Linked DNA regions of Zea mays: region 1 is linked to region 2. The links are chromatin contacts, called in public Hi-C maps. All regions are on one chromosome and are shown on one strand. The core of a region is the stretch at or near the end of the contact, and the rest is flanking DNA. Distances in the headings are between cores, read along the strand shown.

Region 1 (6,008 bases), core at 219-2,718, 300 kb before region 2:
CGACGCCGGTGCAGGAGGCGAGGAAGAAGTAGGAGCCGGGGCGGGTGGCGAGCGCCGACTGGATGCGGCTGACGGGCTCGACGACGGAGCGGAACTCGAGCGTGCCGACGCACGTGGACGCCAGCAGCGGCGTGAACACCATGTGGTTCCGGGGGGACACGCACACGACGTCGTAGGCGCGCGTGTCCACGTCCTTGAGCAGCCGGCACGCCGCCCACCCGGTGCCCAGCACCACGACGCGGGGCTTCTCCCCGGGCCGCGTCGGGCCGAGGCTCGGCATCTGGCGAGGCGGCGCCGCCACGGCCTCGGACTCCCTCGCCTCCGCGTCCGAGAGCTCTGCCACCACTGCCGCGGACGACGCCGGGTGAAGCCTCGCGGGCGTGGTCACGATGCCCCTGCTCGGCGGCTGGAGGAGGTGGCCGGCGGACCTTCCCGCGAGGCTGTGGAGCGACGACGCGTGCTGGCCCCGGGCGCGGGACAGCGCGGCAGCACTGCGCAGCGTGGAAGCCGCCGACGCGCCGTCGTAGAAGGTCCTCGACAGGGACAGCGACAGCGACAGCTGCGCTCCCCTCCCGATCCTAGACCACACCGCCGCCATCTGCGGGAGCAGCTGCTTCAACCTTCAAGCGTGCGAGGGAAGTCCAAGTGTCCAACCAAACGAACTGCATTCAGGAGTGTGTGCATAACTGATGACAAATCTGCACGAAAATATATATGTCTGTGTGTCTGTAGACAACGCAAGCACAGCAAAAAGGACATGACGACTGCGACTTGGCTTTGTTTCCATGCGCATTTTCCCTGGGAGAAGTTTCGGTGCTAAGAAAAAAATTGGGCATGTGGTTAGTACGCTGATATTGACCAGCCCAGGAATTTGGAACTGACGAACTGTGTGTGCATCTACGACTTGTACTCCAAGTAAAAGCAGTCTCAAATTGTTTCCCCAGAAAAATTTGCTTTGCCGGAGAGAAGAACAAAAGCCCGTAGGCAAATCAGAACCCGCGCATGTACCACGTCGTGCAGGAGGAATATATACGGATGAACTCATCCGTAGCCACGCGCCCACGCGCATGGAAAACAAGCGGAACATTACAACGTAACCAGGAAAAAAAAACCCGGCCGCGGTCGATGGCGCGTTGTGCCCGCCGCTGCCCGCCATGGAATTTCGTTCATGGTTCCACATCCCAGTTCCCTCTCAGCCCGCGCGTACAACCCAAGAGCCCCAGCTTTCGTGGATGGCCGTTCCAGAACGCACACAAACGCGGGTAAAGTTTTCGAAGGATTACCGTGCGAAGATGACAACGAAGGCGACGAGGGAGAGGGAGAATCATCGGACGACGTCACGGCCTGTCGACATCGATCGCCTCCAAGATTACCAACAGAGCATCGCCGCGACAAGGACAGAGGGTATATGTAAATAATATGGAAGGAAATGGGACAAGGGTTTCGGGAAAATCTGGAGATATTGAGCCACGGCCCGTGCTCGTGTTGCTGCCTCACTTTATTTTATTTCCTGACTTGCCGGAGGGGGATCTCGCGGTCGCGGCGGGGAGACCTCGACTTGCGTAGCAAGAAGAAGAAATCGACCGGGACCCCACAAGCCCTCTCGTCTGCCCGGGTCTCTATGCGCGGTAGCCGCTGCCCGCTGGAACCCCTCGCAATCTCCAGTACACTCCCTTATACACGTTCTTCTTGAAACATCTTAGAATAAATTTAACAATTTCTCCTCATAAATCCTTATATTCATACCTTCTATTCATATTTAAATATCTTCTTCTTCCTCCGCCTTCACTTTATCTCAACCATTCTCCCTATTAGGTCTTCATATACATTTTAACTAAGCTGTTTGGCTTTTAAACATGCGTTTTTGGAGTTCAAAAAAAATTACTGCAATGTCTGTAGAATCGTAATACATATTATTATTAGGTAATTAAACTTGAAAAAATATTAGTTTTACCGATAAAACACTGATGAACGAAAAGAGAAGATTAGAGCCCCTCTATAGAGGGGATTTTCTTTATCTCCTGCAAAAGAAAGGGGCCATGGGGAACGTTAGGCCTATTCGGCAACTGAATAGAGGGGGAGCAAATGGGGAGACGTTGGATGCAGCCTTAACTTGTCTGCGATGAACGCTATATATGCTCACCTACTTTAAATATAAAGAATTAATAATATATTCTAAAGTCTTCTCTAAATATAGAGATATGCTAGGCAACCAATTAGACCCTATGCCTTGATGTCCTCTTGTTTTATCAAATTTTGGTTTTATGTTCTTTACTGAAATGGCCATTTACATTAGGAGATGGCTGATAAGGTAGTGCATGTTGAGGTAGATGAGGTTGATGTTGTTGAGACACCTGTTGCTCCTGTTGCTAGGAAGCAAAGAGCTATGAGGTGGACATGTGTGACGTCCTCCTTTGTCCTAAGGCATATGTGCAAGTTGATATTCACTAGTGCTAGGACTGACAAAGGTTTCAAAGAGGTTCATCTAAACTAGATCGCTAAGTCTCTTCAAGAGTTTAGTGGCATGAGGTGGCTAGCGCACAAGTCTACAACCACCTGCGTAAGTGTAGGCAGAGGTAGATTACGGTGAGTAAGTTTAGAGAGATTAATGGGGTTTTATGAGATGAGGACAATTTCAAGATTACATTAGAGCAAGAGCACTATAGGGGTCATGTGAGGGTGTGTGTAGTCTTTACATGTCATTTTATGAGGTTCTACTTCCCTCTTCTCTATACTTTCTTTGCATGCATTCTAGGTACACCCTAAGAGCATCTCCAACAGTTCCTAAGATTTCTACTCTCAATATCTTTATATCGGACTCCTCTCAAAAGTCTAAAAGCCCAAAAAACATACACTACTCCAACAACTCCTTATACGTACCCAATACAGTCCATCTAGCTCATTGATCGTTTTGTTAACTGCTGCGCCGCTGGCCGCCGGGTACTGCATGGTACATTGAGGATTACAAGCTAGTACATTGTGCTCATGGTAGTGTACTACAACATCTCACGATAGCCGAGCCTTACATAGAGGAACACCTGGATGAGCTTCGTAAAGAAAATCAGAACCGCACAGAGGACTGGATCATGAGGGAGCACAAACATCGTTTCAACGAATGGTTAATGGACAAAAACATCTCATTCAGAGACTCTTTGGAAGAGAAAACAATGAAGAATTTGGCTTTCTGGGCCATCGTGTTTTGTGACATCATGGCAAGCATATGACATCAATGGGTACACATTCTACACTAAATCAAAAGACATGAAAAGTGTTGCACAAAATAGCGGTGTTCGTATCGATGCTTTTGACCTACATGGACAGAAGACCACATATTTTGGATTCATAGAGGAAATATGGGAACTTGATTATGGCCCAAGCATGAAAATACCTTATTGAGAGCACCTAGAGGGGGGTGAATAGGTGATCCTGTGAAACTTAAACTTATAGCCACAAAAACTTGTTAAGTGTTAGCACAATAATCGCCAAGTGGCTAGAGATGAGTCTCAACAAAACACAATACCACAAAAGATCAACACAGAGAAGACACAGTGGTTTATCCCGTGGTTCGACCAAGTACAACACTTGCCTACTCCACGTTGTGGCGTCCCAACGGACGAGAGTTGCACTCAACTCCTCTCAAGTGATCCAATGATCAACTTGAATACCACAGTGTTATGCTTTTCCTTTCAATATCCCGTTTGCGAGGAATCTCCACAACTTGGAGTCTCTCGCCCTTATACTTGAGATTCACAAAGAAATACGGAGTAAGGGAGGGAAGCAACCCACACAAATCCACAGCAAAATGCGCACACACACGGCCAAGAATCGAGCTCAAAAGACTATCTCAAAGTTCTCACTAGAACGGAGCTCGAATCACTAAGAATGACAAACGGATGCGCAAAGACTGAGTGTGGATGATCAAGAATGCTCTAAGGTTGCTTAGTGTTCTCCTCCATGCGCCTAGGGGTCCCTTTTATAGCCCCAAGGCAGCTAGGAGCCGTTGAGAGCAATTCTGGAAGGCTGATCTTGCCTTCTGTCATCGGGCGCACCGGACAGTCCGGTGCACACCGGACACTGTCCGGTGCCCGATCTCCTTCCTAAAATGGCGCAGCCGACCGTTGCACGCCAGAGAGCCGTTGGCGCACCGGACATGTCCGGTGCACACCGGACAGTCCGGTGCCCCCTTCTAGCCGTTGGCTCGGCCACGTGTCACGCGCAGATCGCGCGGCCGACCGTTGGCCCGGCCGACCGTTGGCTCACCGGACAGTCCGGTGTACACCGGACAGTCCGGTGTACACCGGACAGTCCGGTGAATTTTAGCCGTACGCCGTCGGCGAATTCCCGAGAGCGGCCTGTAACGCCCTGAATTTGGGGGTAGAATTTTTTTCTTCTTTTCTCTCACCAAATTCGGGCGTTACTCTCTTTTCTCTTTCCCCGTTTGCTCCTTCTTCCCAATTTCAAACCAGTATAACGGCATGTGTCCGTGTCATGTATAAACCAAAACCTAAGTGTCATGGGTGTTGCATCATGCCGAAGCACATTTCTTTGTCTGATGTTGAGTGTTCGTCTCGTTCCGTTCCAGATTTTGATTCGCGTTTTAATTCCGTTTAGTGGTCCGCGCTCGTCGTGGGTTTTCGATCCGCGAAGTGGCCCGGCCCAACCTAGTCCAGCCCAGCCGGCCCGGCCCGCCCCGGCCTGCGCGCCCCCGGCGCCCAAACCCCCCCCCCCCCATGCGCCCCCATCCTCTCTCTCTCTCTCATTTGGATCTCCCTCGCAACAACCTCTCCCTCTTCCACCTCTCTCTCCCCGTGGTGCCCTAGGATTTGGAGACGGCGATCACCGGATTTTGGACCCCGAGGTGAGCTCCCCTCCCCTCCCCTTCTCCTCTCTCTCCCTCTCCCTCCTCTTCTCCCCCCCCCGCGCGCGCCCTCCCTCTTCCCCCTGCCCGCGCGCGACCCCACCCCGGCGGCGCTCGCCCGCGGCGGCGCTCGGCCTCGCCCGCCCGGCCTCCCTCCCCGCGGCGGCGTTCGGCCCCCCCGCCTCGGCCCTCCCCGGCGGCGCCCGCCCGCTCGGCCCCTCGGCGCGGCCCCGTCCGGCCTCCTCGGCGCGGCGGCGTGGCCCCCGCTCGGTCCCTCGGCGCGGCGGCGCGGCCCCGCCCGGCCTCCTCGCGCGGCGCTCCCCCGCCCGGCCTCCTCGCGCGGCGCTCCCCCCGCCCGGCCTCCCTCCCCGGCGGCGTGCGGCCCCCGCTCGGCCCCCTCGGCTCCCCGGCGGCGCTCGGCCCCGCTCGGCCCTCCCCGGCGGCGCTCGGCCGCCTGCCCCTGCCCGTCCCGCGGCGGCTCCCCGCTCGGCCCCCTCGGCTCCCCGGCGGCGTGCGGCCCCCGCTCGGCCCCGCTCGGCCCCTCCCCCTCCCTCCCCGGCGGCGCTCGGCCCCGTCCCGGCCTCCCCGGCGGCGCTCGGCCCCCCGCTCGGCCTCCCCGCTTGCCCGCGCGCCCCCACCCCCCCCCCCCCCCGGCTCGGCCGCCCCCGCGCCCTGCCCCGTGCCCGCCCGGCTCGGCCGCCCCTGGCCGGTTCAACCGCCCTCTGGGCCGGTTCAACCGCCCCCCCGTTCGGCCGCCCGTTCCCGTCCCGGCCTCGCCCGACCGTATCTTCGCTCGCCCGCGCTCGCGGTGATTATTCGTTAATTAGCGTGTTGCGTCGCGCGCTTCGCCGCGCGATGGATTTGTCTAAATTCAGATTCTATCTTGTGTGCGTCGTGCGCTTCGTCGCGCGACGATCCATTTTTTGTTTCAGGTTGTTTAAGGTGTAACGCCGCGTGTGTATTCACGCGACGTTCCACTTTGGACTCAGTTTAGTCGACGTATGCCGTCGTGCGCTTCGTCGCGCGACGTTTAACGTCTCCTCGTATCTAAGGCGAAGTGTCTCGCTGCGTGCTCGGTCGCGCGACGAGTCGTTGACTTTTAATTTGTTTTAGAGAGCTTTGTCGCGCGTCTCGCCGCGCGACCATCCTT
Region 2 (6,247 bases), core at 260-2,759:
AGCAGCAGATCATCTGCCTCACACCAAGAGTGAAAGCAAGGAGCGCATGCTCACGGGTCTGGCCGTCCTTGGAGATACCAGCCTCGAAGCCACCAGTGGTGGAGTCAATGATGAGCACCGCACAATCAGCCTGGGAGGTGCCGGTGATCATGTTCTTGATGAAGTCACGGTGCCCAGGGGCATCAATCACGGTGCAGTAGTACTTGGTTGTCTCAAACTTCCACAGGGCAATGTCAATGGTGATGCCCCTCTCGCGCTCGGCCTTGAGCTTGTCAAGGACCCAGGCGTACTTGAAGGACCTCTTGTTCATCTCGGCAGCCTCCTTCTCAAACCTCTCGATGACACGCTTGTCAATGCCTCCAAGCTTGTAGATGAGGTGGCCGGTGGTTGTGGACTTGCCGGAGTCGACATGGCCAATGACCACAATGTTGATGTGAACCTTCTCCTTCCCCATGGCAACGGGAGCAGCTGACTAGAAAGCTGTATTCACAAAAAAAAGGATATATATAGCACGCAGTCAGGCAAAAGTTAAGATATACTACAATTAGCAGTTGAGAGGTTGGTATTTTTTTTAGAACAGTTGCGGCGATTCATTGACTAACATCAAATTAGAAACACATATGTACGTAAGCAGACTGGTAGATTAATTGTTCTTTTGTTTAGAATAGCAAAGACAACATAGTCAGTCATCAAGAAAACAGAGACCGTGCAGTCAGTGTTCACCCATCTGTAACTAGTAATTCATACCAATGAAAAGCAACCGAGCAAGACAAATCAGAGCATTCAACACAACTGCCGAATGAATACATAAAGATAGATGCAGCAGGAACAAATAATATAATATACTAATTAACCAAGCTATACAAGATGCCATGCTAATAAATATAAGTAGGCAAGCAAACATGATGTATCTAAACCAAGAATACACAGACAGATATTGCCTAGCAGGCTATGTGAGTGAGTCTGGCAGTGGAGCGAATTAAACAGGAGATGCCGAAACTAAATTGAAGCACCCAATAGGATTCGAACCTATATCAGAATTATATCAACTACAGTATACCACAAGGCCCGGTCCCACGGCCTCACCCGAGAGGATAGGAGATGAGACCCTCTGTTTTCACCGTTAGAAGATGGGAGCACCAATTTTAGTTGAATTTGAATTTAATCAGGTGGGCGATGCGATGATATATACTGTATAACTATTTGATTTGGTATATCTGCTTTATTATAAAAGTGGAAGAAAGAAAAACGATTGGTAGCTTAGCTAGGTGCGCGACATAAGAGCAACACTCCTAGTAATATATGCGTGAAGGACAAAAACTAGGGAACAATTTACAGAACTTGAAAGCCTAATAATGAATCGAGCATCAAACAATTCAGACAGAACTGAATAGTAACAACTGAATCAAAACCGTGAATTCAAGCACCCAGTGCCTTACCTCGACGGGGTAAGTCAACAGACAGAGCCGGGGGAGGGGAGAGGAGGCGGTCGAGGTGGGACTGAACGGTAAGGGAGGAATGGATGGCTCTGTTTATATAGCGCGCGCCTCAGCGCCGCACGGTCACCGGCCGGTCCGGCGGCTAGGGTTTGCGAGCGAGTACAGTCCTCGAGCTTTCGTAGCGCCTACGAACGCCCTGCCTTGACGGCTACCCTGCCCTAGGCCCACTCCACCACCGCTGCTTCACGCGCCGGTCACTCGTTCTCCGTGCCTTATCGTTTTCTTTTCTTTCGAAAAAACGGCGCTTCCTTTCCTTTTTCTCATATCAGAAGAACAAAAAAACATGTGATGAAGGATGGCGCACTTTGCTACGATGCTAGCGGGATTCTGCTTGTCAGAACCGATCTCTGTCTGGACTTTTCGGTTGTGGTTGAATGCATTAGAGATAATAGTTAGTATCTAAAATTAGTTAGAGACATCAAACATCCTAACTAATAGTTCAGCTATTAGTTATTTTTAGTAAATTAGCTAATAGTTAGCTAACTATTTGTTAGCTAGCTAATTCTACTAGTATATTTTTAGCTAATTAACTATTAGCTCTAGTGCATTTAAACACCCCCTAAAGCATGTTTCTACAATAAAGGTTTCTGTAGAAATCATTCAAATCAACATAAATACATAATCCACCAAATTGTTCCGATAAGAAGAATCCGTTGCTTCCTAAATATTAAGATCGTGTAGACTCCTTTGTCTTCCTCCACATACAAGATCCGTGATATCCAAATTCTTGTAATAGCTAGATTTATATATATATATATATATATATATATATATATATATATATATATATATGTGTGTGTGTCGTGTTCAGCGGGAATTGAAATTGTGTTTAGTTTAACTTCTAAAGTATGCTTGGTTTAGATGTAAACTGTGAGAAAGCTGATGTGTAATGTCTGCTGTAAGAAAATTGATGTGAGAAAAAAAAAAGTTAAAAGTCGTTTGATTTAAACCGATATGAGTTATCCACAGTAAACATATTGTATATTATTCATATGCATTTTGTTTAGCTATATATCTTAATCAATATATCTAACTAAATAATCGATTTTACATTTGTGTTATTGATATTTTTACAAATAAATCAATTTTACAATTGAATTTTAATATTCTATTAAAAATATTTTAGTTTATTCATTGTAACGACTTAATTATTTTTAACCATATTTGGTTTGCTCGGATAATCAGCAAACACAATGCCCAAGCTGCTTTTATATTTGTACCATAGAAAAAAATATTTTTTCAAAATAGCTGCAGAAAAATTAATTCAGCTTGTGCTTTTTAAAGTAGGAACAGGTGCAAAAAAAAGCTAAACCAAACTCACCTAAACATTATTCCTACTTTTAAGAAACATAACCCCAACAAAAAGGTGGAACCTCAAACTGATTATCTAGACAAAGCTCCTCTGCTTTCGCGTAGTCCAATCTTCTTTTTAGCACATTAGATCGTTTTTAGCTTTTAGTTTTCTATTTTTCGAAATGGCTAAAAATATAGAGATGTTTTATAATTATTTTAAAAAAGATAAAGATAGTTAGTGAGCACGCTTTATAGTTATTTCCGTCGAGCAAGTTTTAAGGGCTTTTCAGGAACAGTCCTAAGATAATATTGATATTTAAGGACACACGGTATTTTAGACAAAAAGTGTTTGTGAGATACTTATATACTTAGCGATATAAACATCTGTTCTATATATAGACTTGAACCCCTTGGCGGAGCTTTGGCTCTAGCTTTTATAGGATAGCTTTTATAGGATCCACAAAAAGGAACGGAGGGACACCTTCATGCGGAGACGAACCGACAAGGATGAACAGAAGGAGGAGCTCCGACAGAACCGACAAGGATGAACAGAAGGAGGAGCTCCGACGAGGACCAAGAGACCAGAGCACTACCAAGCCAAGACTTAGATGCAAGTGGAAGCTTTTCAGGTTAATTAAACACCAATTTTGCAGGAAAACAGTCCACTGTTTGTCAAGGGACAATCAACAACACACACAAGGTGAAAAAAAGAATAGGAGCTGCCCACAGCCCACTTGTCATTTTCTCACGCTAACACTAAAAGCGGCGGCCATGTGGGCTGTGGCCGTGAAAAGAAAACAATCTCTTGACGGAGATAAAGGATCTGTCCCTCTTGTGTTTTGGCTCATCGCTCATCCACTGGAGTGGGGTGTGACCGTGTGACTAATATTTACATATAGAGTCACATGGTTCTACTCGAGAAAATGGCAGGGCTAACGAAGCAAAGTCCTCGCAGGCGGTGGAGAACAGATAGAAGAATCGTCATCTCGGGGAGAAGATGGTGGCCAGCCCCTGGTCCACCGTCAGCTGGATGGGCGGGCCGTACGCCATCAGGTGCCCCGGCTCGTCGCCGGCGCGGGAGTGGGACCCGTCGCCCCTCGCGAGCACCTCCCCGTCCGAGTCGATGATACCGCCCTTGGTGCTGCTGCCCACGCGCAGGCCCGGCTCGATCCGGATCGCCTTCACCTGCCGTTCGTCAGAGTTGCCCAGCGCACCTCGTTATGCTTTGATGACAGAATTCATGGACAGGGCGAGTACAACGCATGGTCATGGACTAAAGAAGCAACGCACCTTGAAATACTCCACGCACGGCGAGTTCACGTAGGCGCCGTCCTTCATCTGGAGCACGAGCCCCAGAACATCCCACCGCGGGCAGTCCTTGATTATAGCAGCATCCAAGTAGCCATCCGCAAACTGCATGGCAACAAACAAGAAAGGGTCAAAGCTATATGGAGCGCAGTGGAACCGCGGGGCACGGAACGGCGAGAGACTGACCGACCTCTGCTTTTGGTGCTGCCATGGCATCTTCGCTAGCGAAAGGAACATTGCCGAGCCAGACTGAAACGAACGGACCGTTCAGCGATCTCCATCTAAGATCGGCTTCTTTGATCGACGGGCCGACATAGCCGCACGTTTCACCATTTTTGTCAGTTGCCCCGCTAACCCCATTTGTTTCATGACCGGTAGTTTGTTCCACGGGATCACCAACTTCTTCATATCCTGGTGCTGGAACAAAAAGGATGCGCCCATTGTACCGTCGCAGGTTCAGCATGCGGAGTAGGAGCTGGAAAGAAGTTGTATTGCACATGGCAGAGCACAGTGTGAGCTTCTACAGATCCAAAAATACCTTATAAACAGTAAAATAAAGCTATAAAGGCGCTAGAACGGCTTATGCAACATGATATCGCTATACCCTGCATCTATTATTATGAGCATTAGGGTGTGTTTGGTTTGGCTTTGGCTTTTGCTCCCTAAAAGCCAAAAGCCAAACAAAATGGCTGAATCCAGGAACCACCTTTTTCTAAAAGCTGATTTTCTCTCCGTGTAAAATTGAAAGCAGACCTATACCTGCTTTTAGTAGTTTTTGGGTTGAACTGTGAAAACATATATAAAAAAACTTTTAACGGCTTTTAGTGGTTTCCACTAAACGGTTTTTTGCTTTTTAACAGCTCACAACCCACAACAATTTTTTTCACAGCTCACAACCCACATCTTTTTCCACAGATACAGCCCAACCAAATAGACCCTTAGAGGCTCAACCAGCATATTGCAGAAGATTCATTTTTTTTCCAGGTACGTTAAACGGTAACCATGAGATTTTCTTTTATCGCTACAATGCATGCATGGACCATTTACAATAATCAAAAAGCCATTTCCTGCAGTTAGGGTTTGGAACTAAGTACTAAAGCTAGAGATGCATCGGTCTCAATGCTGTCAAGCAGGTGCAAGATCAGCCAGGCAGATCCATTATATAAAAAAAGGACAGAGAAGCATATAGATATGAAAAATAAAATCAAGTAGTTGATATAAGTTTTTTTAAAAAAAGGTTGGTACAAGCTTTAAGGATAGAAAGTATACATAAAATTCAAGGCGAGCACTTCCCATCCACCTATACTTCTCCGATTCAATATCAACATCAGCCACCAGACCTGCAGTTCATATATCATTTTCAGGCTTGTCAGTTGTCAATTAAATTTTACTGCGGCAAAAGAGAAAGTGATGGAGCAATCTCTGAGGAAGGTGGTCTGTGTTCTCAGCTGTTGTTTTCAAATAGTTAGCATAGAAATTATATGCTGCATACCCCATGTAAGCATCAGGACACTAAAGAACCTTGTGTTTCCCTGCACAACAGAAGTAACATCAAGTGCACGTTTATGACCTGTGAAACAGAAATAAGCTGCATCAGCAATTGTTCAAACATATAAATGGGTGAGATAATGAAGAGAGATGATGTGGCTGCTGGATGAAAGGTGGCAAAAAACGAGGAGAAAATACTGGCCTCTGATGATTGCAAACACAGCATTAGATACAGAGAATGGTTCACCAGCAGCATGCAATAGAGATCGTGCCATTCCATTTCCAGTACCTGTTGCACATTATATTATGTGAAAAGTCTGCCCAGAGCACTAATGACAATAAAGTGCATAAATGCTATAATCTGAACAAAAAAGTGAAAAAGCTACAAGCTACAACTAATCTTGGTTAAACGACTTATGTAATGATCGCATATGAAAATGAACCTAAGACACAGTACTACTCACTAATGTGCATCATTGCATCCATATGATAAGGGAGCTGCTGTGATAACGTACCTGCCGGAACGATCCCAAGGGGCACTTTTATTGCTGTTTCCCAGTCCTCCCTCTGCAGGAGACCATTGACAACCTAAAAACAAAATAAAATAACAATAAGAGAAAGAACCAAAACATAGCAAGCAAGCAAGCAAATAGAATCAA

What was found. Hi-C and Micro-C count contacts between places; a contact is called where the count stands out from the background.
Region 1: a Hi-C map of tassel shows a contact between it and region 2, with 2.7 times the contacts expected there. The contact joins the promoter of LOC100279865 here to the promoter of LOC100284707 in region 2. A contact is called at or near these places in 3 of 25 Hi-C or Micro-C datasets (ear, leaf and tassel).

The regions. Positions count from the first base shown.
Region 1 is chr7:166,947,246-166,953,253 of Zm-B73-REFERENCE-NAM-5.0, reverse strand. LOC100279865 (Internal alternative NAD(P)H-ubiquinone oxidoreductase A1 mitochondrial) reads right to left here and starts at 1,468. Exons shown (of 6, transcript NM_001367332.1): 1 at 1,284-1,468; 2 at 1-662. The coding sequence starts at 598.
Region 2 is chr7:166,649,886-166,656,132 of Zm-B73-REFERENCE-NAM-5.0, reverse strand. It overlaps LOC100284707 (elongation factor 1-alpha), which reads right to left and starts at 1,509. Exons shown (of 3, transcript NM_001323371.1): 1 at 1,440-1,509; 2 at 1-480. The coding sequence starts at 454. It overlaps LOC100383275 (Sphingosine kinase 1), which reads right to left. Exons shown (of 10, transcript NM_001361983.1): 4 at 6,104-6,176; 5 at 5,791-5,877; 6 at 5,593-5,670; 7 at 5,370-5,440; 8 at 4,291-4,575; 9 at 4,083-4,205; 10 at 3,415-3,977. The coding sequence ends at 3,774.